Regions from separate parts of the Triticum aestivum genome. Here region 1 is linked to region 2. A link is a contact called in public Hi-C data. All regions are on one chromosome and are shown on one strand. Each heading gives the region's core, a stretch centred on a gene start, on an enhancer-like site or on the middle of the called end of the contact. The rest is flanking DNA. Distances are from core to core; before and after follow the strand shown. Region 1 holds the start of LOC123096845 (ATP-dependent DNA helicase Q-like 1). Region 2 holds the start of LOC123096842 (pentatricopeptide repeat-containing protein At1g09190).

Evidence for each region. Hi-C and Micro-C count contacts between places; a contact is called where the count stands out from the background.
Region 1: a Hi-C map of leaf shows a contact between it and region 2, with 4 times the contacts expected there. The contact joins the promoter of LOC123096845 here to the promoter of LOC123096842 in region 2. A contact is called at or near these places in 3 of 5 Hi-C or Micro-C datasets (leaf and root).

What each region holds. Positions count from the first base shown.
Region 1 is chr4D:133,177,715-133,182,665 of IWGSC CS RefSeq v2.1, reverse strand. LOC123096845 (ATP-dependent DNA helicase Q-like 1) reads right to left here and starts at 3,233. Exons shown (of 10, transcript XM_044518616.1): 1 at 2,906-3,233; 2 at 1,694-2,079; 3 at 1,196-1,456; 4 at 941-1,104; 5 at 715-811; 6 at 578-621; 7 at 377-491; 8 at 1-294. The coding sequence starts at 3,014.
Region 2 is chr4D:132,609,372-132,614,095 of IWGSC CS RefSeq v2.1, reverse strand. It overlaps LOC123096842 (pentatricopeptide repeat-containing protein At1g09190), which reads right to left and starts at 2,320. Exons shown (of 2, transcript XM_044518614.1): 1 at 600-2,320. The coding sequence starts at 2,303. The coding sequence ends at 720. LOC123096841 (transmembrane protein 205) reads right to left here. Exons shown (of 3, transcript XM_044518612.1): 3 at 3,939-4,375. The coding sequence ends at 4,160.

The DNA of each region.
Region 1 (4,951 bases), core at 1,984-4,483, 570 kb before region 2:
TCCTCTGTGCCACTTCTCTTGGACGCTGCTTCGCTGACGGGCCGCCAAGCCAGCATGGTAATGCGCACATTTTATCTTGTACTTCTCCCTCAAGAACTTGGCAGTATCCGCACATTCATTCTTCGAGAGGCAGTACACAATGCCAGACATGTTCATGAAACGCTCTTTCAGGAGCTCACCCAGCTGCATCTGGGGAGTTCTCGTCTTGCCAATCACCATGTAGTTGAGGTTGTGTCTGTCAAAGCTCCTCTTAAGTACCAAAGCGTTTGGGATCCTCAAGGTACTGAGGACGTCCTGCAAATTCCATATAAAAATTATAGCTAATAATTGGTGTTCCAAGCTGTAGTGTGGGAACAGGAAGGGAGTGCTTTAGTACCTTACGGACAGCTTCAGTTGCTGTTGCAGTTAGAGCCATGATTGGGACTCTAGGGAAGTGCTGTTTGAGGCATCCTAGGCCTCGGTAATCTGGACGGAAGTCATGTCCCCATTGACTTGGATAGAAATAGAAATCAGCAATATGTCAGGAAAAAAAAACTGCCTCTGGAAGAATATGACAAAGGTTTGATTTAAGCATTACCTTACACAGTGTGCTTCATCAATCACAAACCTTGCTAGCAATCCCTATCAAAAAGTCCAGGTTAGCATATCCTCTCGGGCCAAATAATAGAAGTACTGATCTCGGAAGTACTAGCATTTCAACAACATAATATATACCCTCTGGTGTAAGCCTTTGAGGATCTCCATGAAGGAATAATTTCCAGCCATTCTTTCAGGTGTGACATACAGAAGTTTGAAAGAAGGTGTGCCATTTCTGCAACGAGATGAAAACTTAAGTTACAAAACAAATGGCAGATCATTTCTTACACTGGAGGGGACATAGGAAAGAAAATCATGTGATAATGTAAACTAGAGATCGAATGAACTACGCAATAGTGTTTACCTAAGCTCTTGGATAACTGCAGATGCCTGTGCAGAAGTTTGCTGAGAATTCAAGAATGCTGCTTGTATCCCAAACTTGAAGGTTAAAGCAACCACCTGATCCTGAATAAGTGACAGCAATGGACACACAACAACAGTAACACCTGGGTGCAATGTTGCAGGGAGCTGCAAAGGTGATAATACAAATGAAGTTTTCAAATCTCGCAAAACAAACAAGATTAAAATAAGAATGCTGAACAAGGCAGAATTTAGTTACCTGATAACACAAGCTTTTGCCACCACCTGTTGGCATAAGTATAAAACAGTCTTTATTGTCCAGTGCAGCACTACAAGCTTCATACTGCAGGGGCCTAAAACTTTTGTTGCCAAAGATGACAGCATTGGCCAAATTGATGTCATCTAGAGAAGAAAGCTGCTCATAACTCAAAATTTCTCTCTTCAAAAGACATGCATTTGGCTGTCCCTCTCTATTTGAAGTTGGAGTTGTTGATTCATATCTCTTGGTTCCTTTGTTCACCTTCAAAACATAATTTCGAAACACAAAGAACAATGCCTATAAGATTAGCAGCAGGGTTGGAAAAGCAAAACTCTCTCTACTTTTGTGGAGATAATAATAGTATGTTTACTGTATCCATATGTGTGCAGGCTCAGTCAACTTATGTTACAGTATTTTCACAAGTACATATCCATCATGTGCACAATAGAAATGGAGATGGAAAAGACCAGTAATGGGAGAAATCAGGAGTTGGCTTACAGTAGATTTTGTTGAGCTTCTTGTCTGAGCTTTAGAGTTTCTTGTTTGTGGCTTCTTCTGGGTACCCACGTTATTATCACGGTGGGTGTTTGTTTCATCAAATATGTCAAAATCTGAATCATCAGAGGAAAAGCTCGATGTTTTTAAACCTTTCGGATTATGTTGACTGGAGGAGTCTGCCCTTTTGAACAAAGGGGTATCCAGAACAACTCCTCCTTTTTCATCATTTACACCCTTCCTCATCATTTCATTCAAATTGCCACAAGCTTCAGTCTCTATTGCATTCAGATCATCCCAGTCATCAGTAAGTTGTGTTGCATCAGCCAATGCAGCAATAAAATCATCGCCACAGTTCTCCACAGTAATGAAATCTTGGCCATCCTCTCCTGTGCCAGAACAATAAATTATCGCCCATACATAGTATCAACCAGCAAGATGTGAACCCAAAACTACACTGAAGCAAAAGCAAAGCATAATGTGTTAACTATGGATGGTACAGTTTATCCAAAAGCATCAGAAACCTCAGCACTAGTCACTTGATAATTCAATATAAAATGCTGCCGAAAACTAAACGTCTAAGTCAGCATACTGAGCAGGTTTCACTGAATTATGTTGTGAAGATGGGCAGGAGTACCAAACATATCTTTATTCTGTCGAATGCAGGCCAGGACCTTTGCTCATTCTATTAGGAGAAGTACACCAATTTCTTGACAGGGAGAAAAAACACCCAAACACTGGCTCACTAAAATGGTCAAAACAGAACATATATGTACACTTAAGAAGAAATGATTTGATTCAACACCTTCCATATCGCAAACCTACCTACCCAAATACTCAAAATGACTGCTCATTGTGATCAAAATGCAGTACTGTCAACACGTGCGAAACCAATAGAACAGGTAATACATTTTCCATAATTCATGATAACTGGTCCTCTCTCTATCATGAACCAAGTTTTTCATGCGCAAATAACAAGCTGATGTGTTCATAATGCATAAGCGGCATTGATCCTAGCAGCACACCCAAGCAAACCACCCCCAAAATGAAATGGTCTTAATTGGGCCGGGCGTCTCTCCCCTACAATTCCTACTACATTTTAACTCCTCGTTTCAATCAAATCAGGAGCTCGTCCCATGAAAACAAAACCAGCCGCAGCCAATCCGCCGTTAGAGCACGCGGGGAGGGGGGGAGGTGGGCGTAAGGCGGCCGTACCGTAGAGGTGGACGAGGCGGGAGAGGGCGGCTACGGCGAAGTCGCGGTCGAAGCCGTAGTCGACGGCCAGGTCCAGGAGACGCTCCCTCTCCCAGTGAGGCTCCTCCATCTCCGGCTGGCAAGCACGCCTCCGCCTCCCGCGGACGCCGGCACGGATCGAAACCCTAACGTCGGTGAGGGGGGGGACGCGGGAAAGAGCTGCGGCCTGCGGGTGCGGGCGCGCGCCGTCTCCTTTGGCTTAATTTTTGGCAGAATTTTTTTTGAGAATAATTTTTGGCAGAAATTGGTCGCGGCGTCTATTTCTCGCATTAAGCGACTACATTGTCGGGCCGGCCCGTTACGCGCGCGCAGTGAAAGAAAAACGGAAAACCATTGTTTTAAACCGGATGATTACAACGAGACGTAAGCCTCGTCCAGCGATTGACACGCGTCCTGGCTGGGCCCAGCGTGCCGCTCCCCATCTCGGCCTTATCCCACGCAGGGGAAGCCATAGCCACACATTTTTCTCGCTCGGGTCGTCTTCTTCACGCCAGTGCATCCCCTCCTACGGATCCCTCCTCTCTCTATCGCTCTCTCATGTTTGCCACTCCATGACCGTGATTTGCTCTACTCTCTGCACAGAGCTCCCTTCTCTTCCTGCTCCCTCTCACCACCGGAGCGACGGAGCGTTGCTGCTGCAGGCGACGATGCTCTGCTGCGACGACTGCTGCTGTCATGTATCGAGGGAAACTTCGACGCGTGCCACCGCCCGTCATGGCCGTCGGAGCTATTGCTGCTGCAACGGGGCGCATCTGCACATGGCCTTCGGAGCTGCGGTTTAAGCAACGTGCGTGGCTCCCTGAGCTGCAATGGAGCGCGTCGCGCTGCGACGGTGACCGCGGAGAGTGGCCGACGGGGGGCGCTGCAAACTCCGGCGATGTTACCGGGGGGGTGCAACTCCGGTGATGTTGCTTGGAGCTTGTTGGGAGCACCGTTGGTGTTGCAATGGAACAACGCCGGGCCGCCGGAAGCACGGCCGGCGCTGCATTGGAGCTTCGCCGGAGTTGCAATGGAGCTACGTCGGACGCCGTCGGTGCTGCACTGGAGCTCTGCCGGAGTTTCAATGGAGCTTCGCCGGAGCGTCGTTGCTGCGCTGGAGCTCCGTCGGGTTGCAATGGAGCTCACCGGAGGCCGTCAGTGCTGGCATTGAAGCTTCGCCGGAGCGTCGTTGCTGCGCTGGAGCTCCGTCGGGTTGCAATGGAGCTCACCGGAGGCCGTCAGTGCTGGCATTGAAGCTTCGCCGGGGTTGCATCAAAGCGCCGCCGAGGCTGCAATGGAGCGCCGCGGGGGCGCCATCGGTGATGCGCGGTGCTGCCGTGGGCTAGCGCTGTGTGTGTGCTGGCATGGGAGCTGCCGGATCCTGCGGCTGGGTGCGACTGAATCGGACGATTCTAGAGACGGTTTAAGTTTGCCTAAAATAAATCGGCTGACACCTAGCAGCGGCCAAGAAAAACGCAAGGAAAATGGGCAATCCTGGGATTCGGTCTACAGCGTGTTGCACGGAGCTCCTAGCCACTAGGCTCACGCCGAGTTAGAGTTAAAGTACTGGGCGCGCCCTACTCGAGGCATAAAGAGCCGGTTTTCATTGGTTTTTCAGGTTTTTCTGTATTTTCTGTTTTTCTTTTTCCCCTTCTTTCTTTTCTTTCTTCATATTCTTCTGTGCTATTGGGGTTTTCTTTTTTTTCGCTTTTTTGCTCTTTTTCCTTTTTCTTCTCCTTTTTTATTTTTTATTCTTTTTTCATTTGTTTCTTTGGTTTTCAATGCTTTCTTCGGGTTTTTTCTTTTTTTGTACATGTCAAAAAAATTAACAAGTGATCAACACTTGTTGTATACACGTTCAACATTGTCCAGACGTTATTTTGATATTTTTTTAAATACTTGTTCAACATTTTAATAGTTAGTCAACATTTTTTCAAATATTTGTTCAACATTTTTAATACTTATTCACATTTTCAAATACTTGTTCAATATTTTTTATATACTCGTTCAATATTTTTTAATATCTAT
Region 2 (4,724 bases), core at 1,071-3,570:
CTCTTTTATGATATATGCAAAATTTGTTTGAAACATTTAAAATGCACCTTTATTTCTGTGCAACAAATTCTGAAATCCTGTTTCTGTTGCTTTCAAAAGATGGGCTAGTTAGACACTTTCAAAAGCAGCAACACTTAAATAAACAAAAATAAACCAATATACACCGTGTTTATTCAAAAAAAATTGATAAATGGCTTAATATAACATTTGTTAAAAGTAATCAGAATATGCCCCATGAAAAGAGTGATTTCACCTTACAAAATGTTCAGAATATAAATTTTAAAAAATGTACTACTACTACCCACCATTATCACCGCTTATAATTGCAAACTACATGTATACTATTTCAAATATAGAATAACTATGGTGAACCAGTCTCCAGGACAGAAGGCATTACTCACATATCTTCGTTCTTGTCAGCAATATTGTAGGGTCTCCAATTTTTAGCAAGACATTTATTCACAGCAGGACATGAATAACACATATGTATCGAATGAAATCAGGTGTCTAGTGCCTATATTGCTCTTGAACTGACCATAAAAACGAATTCCATATTGGGTATAAGTCTATATGAAATAATAGACAGTTGAAGTGATTACCTGTAATACCACTATGTGATCTCTTGATAAGATTGGTCAATGCATAGTCCACTTTGCAGTTTTCCCCTCTCTGTTGTAGGAGTATTTCCAGAGTTAACTCACAATGCGAGCATGCATTTGTCAACTTGAACTTGGTTCTTCAATTAGGCTCTGCCCTGGTGCCTTTTGCACACTCATCCTCCTCATCAGTTTCCTCACATCACCTGCCTCCTCCCAACGTTGTGTTTCCGCATAAAGATTGGCCAACAGCATATAGTTCCCTGAATTCCAAGGTTCCAGACTAATAAGCTCTTTGAGAGCCACCTCGGCAATGCCGAGCCCAGCATGGGCATGACAGGCGCTTAGAAGTGATCCCCATATTGCAGAATTAGGGCTCATTGGCATCCCTTGAATCAGCGCATGTGCCTCTTCGAGAAGGCCGGACCTTCCAAGTAAATCTACCATACATCCATAATGTTCAATTCCCGGCTCAATCCCATGCTCTGACTGCATAATCTGGAAGATCACCTGCCCAGTATCTACTGCCCCAGCATGGGCACAGCAACCAAGCACCCCCAGGAAAGTCACTGAATTAGGCTCCCCTCCGGACCTCACCATCTGCCGGAACAGCTCAACCCCCTTAATCCCTTGCCCATTCAATGAAAATCCAGAGATCATTGTGTTCCAGCTCACCACACTCCGCTGTTGCATCCCTTCGAACACCTCTCTTGCGCTGCTCACATCGCCACACTTGCAATACATATCTACCACCGCATTAGCAACATGCACCGAGCTGTCTAAGATACCCATCTTGCATGCATACTCGTGCGCCCACCTCCCGGCACCAGCATTCCCCGTCCTCCCACAAGCAGGCAGCACCGCGGCAAGGGTCCCATCATCTGGCGCCACCTTGCCCTCCCTCACCATCTCTTGGAAATACCGCACTGCCATGTCGTCCCTCCCACAACAAGTACACCCTGCGATCATAGCATTCCAGGAAACCATGCTTCTCCTGGAGCGCTTGAACCGCTGCATTTCATCAAACAGATGGCGTGCGGTGAAAATATCCTTGGCTTTCACATAAGCGGTGATGAGTGTGTTGTAGGCGATGGTGCACATTCTCTGCTGGGGCATTTCGTCGAACAGGATTCGTGCGTGGGGCAGAGGATAGGGCCTGAGGAGCGCGAGGGAGATGGCGTGGTGGGAGAGGAAGCCGAGGCGGAGGAGGAGGCCATGGAGGGCTGAGAGGAGCGGCAACGAGGAGGTGGACCCAAGCAGCGGGAGAAAGGACAGGCGATCGGGGGCATGGAGGCGGCGAAGGGAGGATAGGAGGCGGAACGCGAGGGGCGGAGAGGGGGCGGAAAGGGACTTGAGGGCGGCGTTGAGGAGTGCGAGGGGAGGCGGGGGTTCGGGAGGGAGGAGGCTCAGGAGAGAGAGAGACGGCGGCGGAGGGGAGGAGAGGAGGAGGAGCGCGGCGAGGAAGTGGTGGTGCGGGGAGGGCGGGGAGGAATGCAGGCAATGGCGGACGGCGAAGGCGAGGAGCTCGAGCGGGCGTCGCCGGGCGCGGGAGGAATGGTGCAGGAGATGGAGCAGGCGGCGCTCCGCTGTGCGGGGGTGCCACCCGTCGGGGGTGGTCACGGCGTGGGAGAACGACGGGGAGGGCTCGCTTGCGGCGGCGGTGGACGGCATCGGCAAGAGCGCGAGACAATTCGGCTTCCGTTGCATCTTTTGTTTTGTTTTTTATGAAGAATGGCTTCGATTGGATTTGAGAATGCGCGGGGCGCATCAGAAAACCCTATGCGCCGCTCGTTGCGTCAAGCTGTCGACGCACGCACAGCCGATAAATCGCTAGCAATGGGCCGGCCCATTATATCAGAACTAGCCAGCCGGTCCTTCTAGAAGGTTCCCTGAACCTTTTTTTCTTTTTGACCGGTTTTCCTGTTTCTTCTTGGGGTTTTTTCGTTTTTATTTTTCCCTTTTCCGTTTTTCTGTTCTTTTTCTTCTTTCTTTTCCCTTTTTCTGTTTTCTGTTCATTTTTCAAAAGTTGTTCGGAAAGTTCAAAATTTGTTCATTTTCTACAAAACGTTTAAAATTTCAAAAACAAAATCGTGTTTAATTTTTTTCATAAATTCGAAACAGTTTTAAAAAATTGTTCAGGCATTTCAAAAACTGTTTTTGTTTTACAAAAAAAATTGATTTTTTTACATTTTTTCATAAATATTCCTGTTTTAAAAAAATGTGTTCATGTTTTCAATTTTTCAGGAGTTTCAAAAAATGTTCTAGTGTCAAAAATTGTTCACAAGTTTAAAAAAATTGTTCATGAATTTCAAAATATGTTCACGTTTCCAAATTTTGTTTTGGAATTTGGAAAAATGTTCCCATTTCAAAAAAACTGTTCATGATTTTCAAAAAATGCTCTTGTTTTTCGAAAATGTTATAGCTTTTAGAAAATTTGTTCATCAATTTGGAAAGTGTTTGCATTTCACAGAACATTCCGTTTTTTCAAAAAATATTGCTTTCAAAATTCCTAAACTAATTCGGATCTGTGCACCGTGTTTGGTTTTTTTATGTTTGATGCTACTATTTGATTAGCTATAACTGCTAGCTCAGCTAGTAGGAACACGTCGTGTATGGCAGTCGATCATGTGTTCGAATCCCCGTGACCGCATATACAGCAACTAGACGCAGAGCGCGTCACATTGGAGGTCCCGGGCGCATCTGCTGAACGATGAGAGTGATCTTAAATGGGCCGTGCGTGCAAGCTAAATCAGGCAGGCTCTTCGGCCTACTTCCATATTTGGCCTGTACGTCGCACAAGCTTAGATGCAGGATTAGAAAATGCAAGGAATTGGGAAATTGACTTCTATTACGATGTGCTATCTGCTGAAGCGACAATCTGTAGGTCCAGCGGCTGCAATCTTTGATGATTGCTGTCACATCGCGTGCAGCTTTTCTTATACCTCATCTGCGCAAAGTCCTAGAGAGGCTATTCCGTTGCTCATGAATTAGGAAATTTGGCCGAGGGCCCATCTTGTAATAGTTTTTTCGTTGAGCCTCTCTTGAGCTCGCTAGGAGGGATATAAATAGAGGGATATGATTTATTTTTTAAAGCTTGCATTAAGGATTAGAAAAGAGAAAAAGCAGAGGTGCCATCTAAACGGAGCCCATTGCCAGTCGTTCACGGTTTACATCATCCCCTGGTTGTGTGCTACTGAGATGTGTCCATCGTTTTTTTTTTCCTTTTTTTGCGAATTCCAAAGGAATGTTATTTGCTATAGCACCAGAGCATCATACTTGCACCATCTACAACCATTCGTGGCCAATTTCAGTTTACACCCGTTTCATACGCAGATCATCATCTGTAAAAGATAAACTGATTCTAGCGGAGTTTCTGCGCTCCTGCACATTATTAAACAGCTAGACACTCCTTGCACTCTGTACATTATTATCCCAAGTCACAACATCAGATGCAAAGTTTTCACACTACTCTTTCTTTAGCTGTAGACAGCCTAGACTATAAGCTCCTGTCACCAGCTGAGAAGAGAGGTCATTACATGGACTCATCACTTAACTTTCAACAGTCACAACTCGAGCTTGCTCGCTAGGTACCATGAGTGCATGGCCAGGCTGCCGAATGCCATGATGTTTGCCAGGGACGACAGCCCGTGGATCATCCCAAACTTCTTGTTCATCGCTGCGAGTGCAGGGTTTGTCTTTGCTAACTCGGCATTCCTTGACCGTCCCACCTCACCACCGATGCCAAGATCCTTCTCGATCTTGTGCCTCTTCATCATCATCTGCGCAAGATGAGCAAAGTTGCTACTGTGAATCAACAGCTGCATACAGCATAGGTTCTTCTGAGCTCATCGCAAGGATCCAGTCCCCCTGAACGGTTACTACTTTAAACCACACACTATAGCTGTTTGCAGCAACCAGTATGATTCGCAGGCCGTATAACATATACTACACACCCGCAAAAAAAAAACATATACTACACAACCAAGTCCGTGTCACCATGTATTATGATTCTCTGTATGGGAACAGCATCACCTACGAGGCTGCGAAGGCCAACTACCATGTTTTTTTTTGCGGGGTAACTACCATGTTACTTTTGTTCACTACCGATAATATTATTACAAACACTAA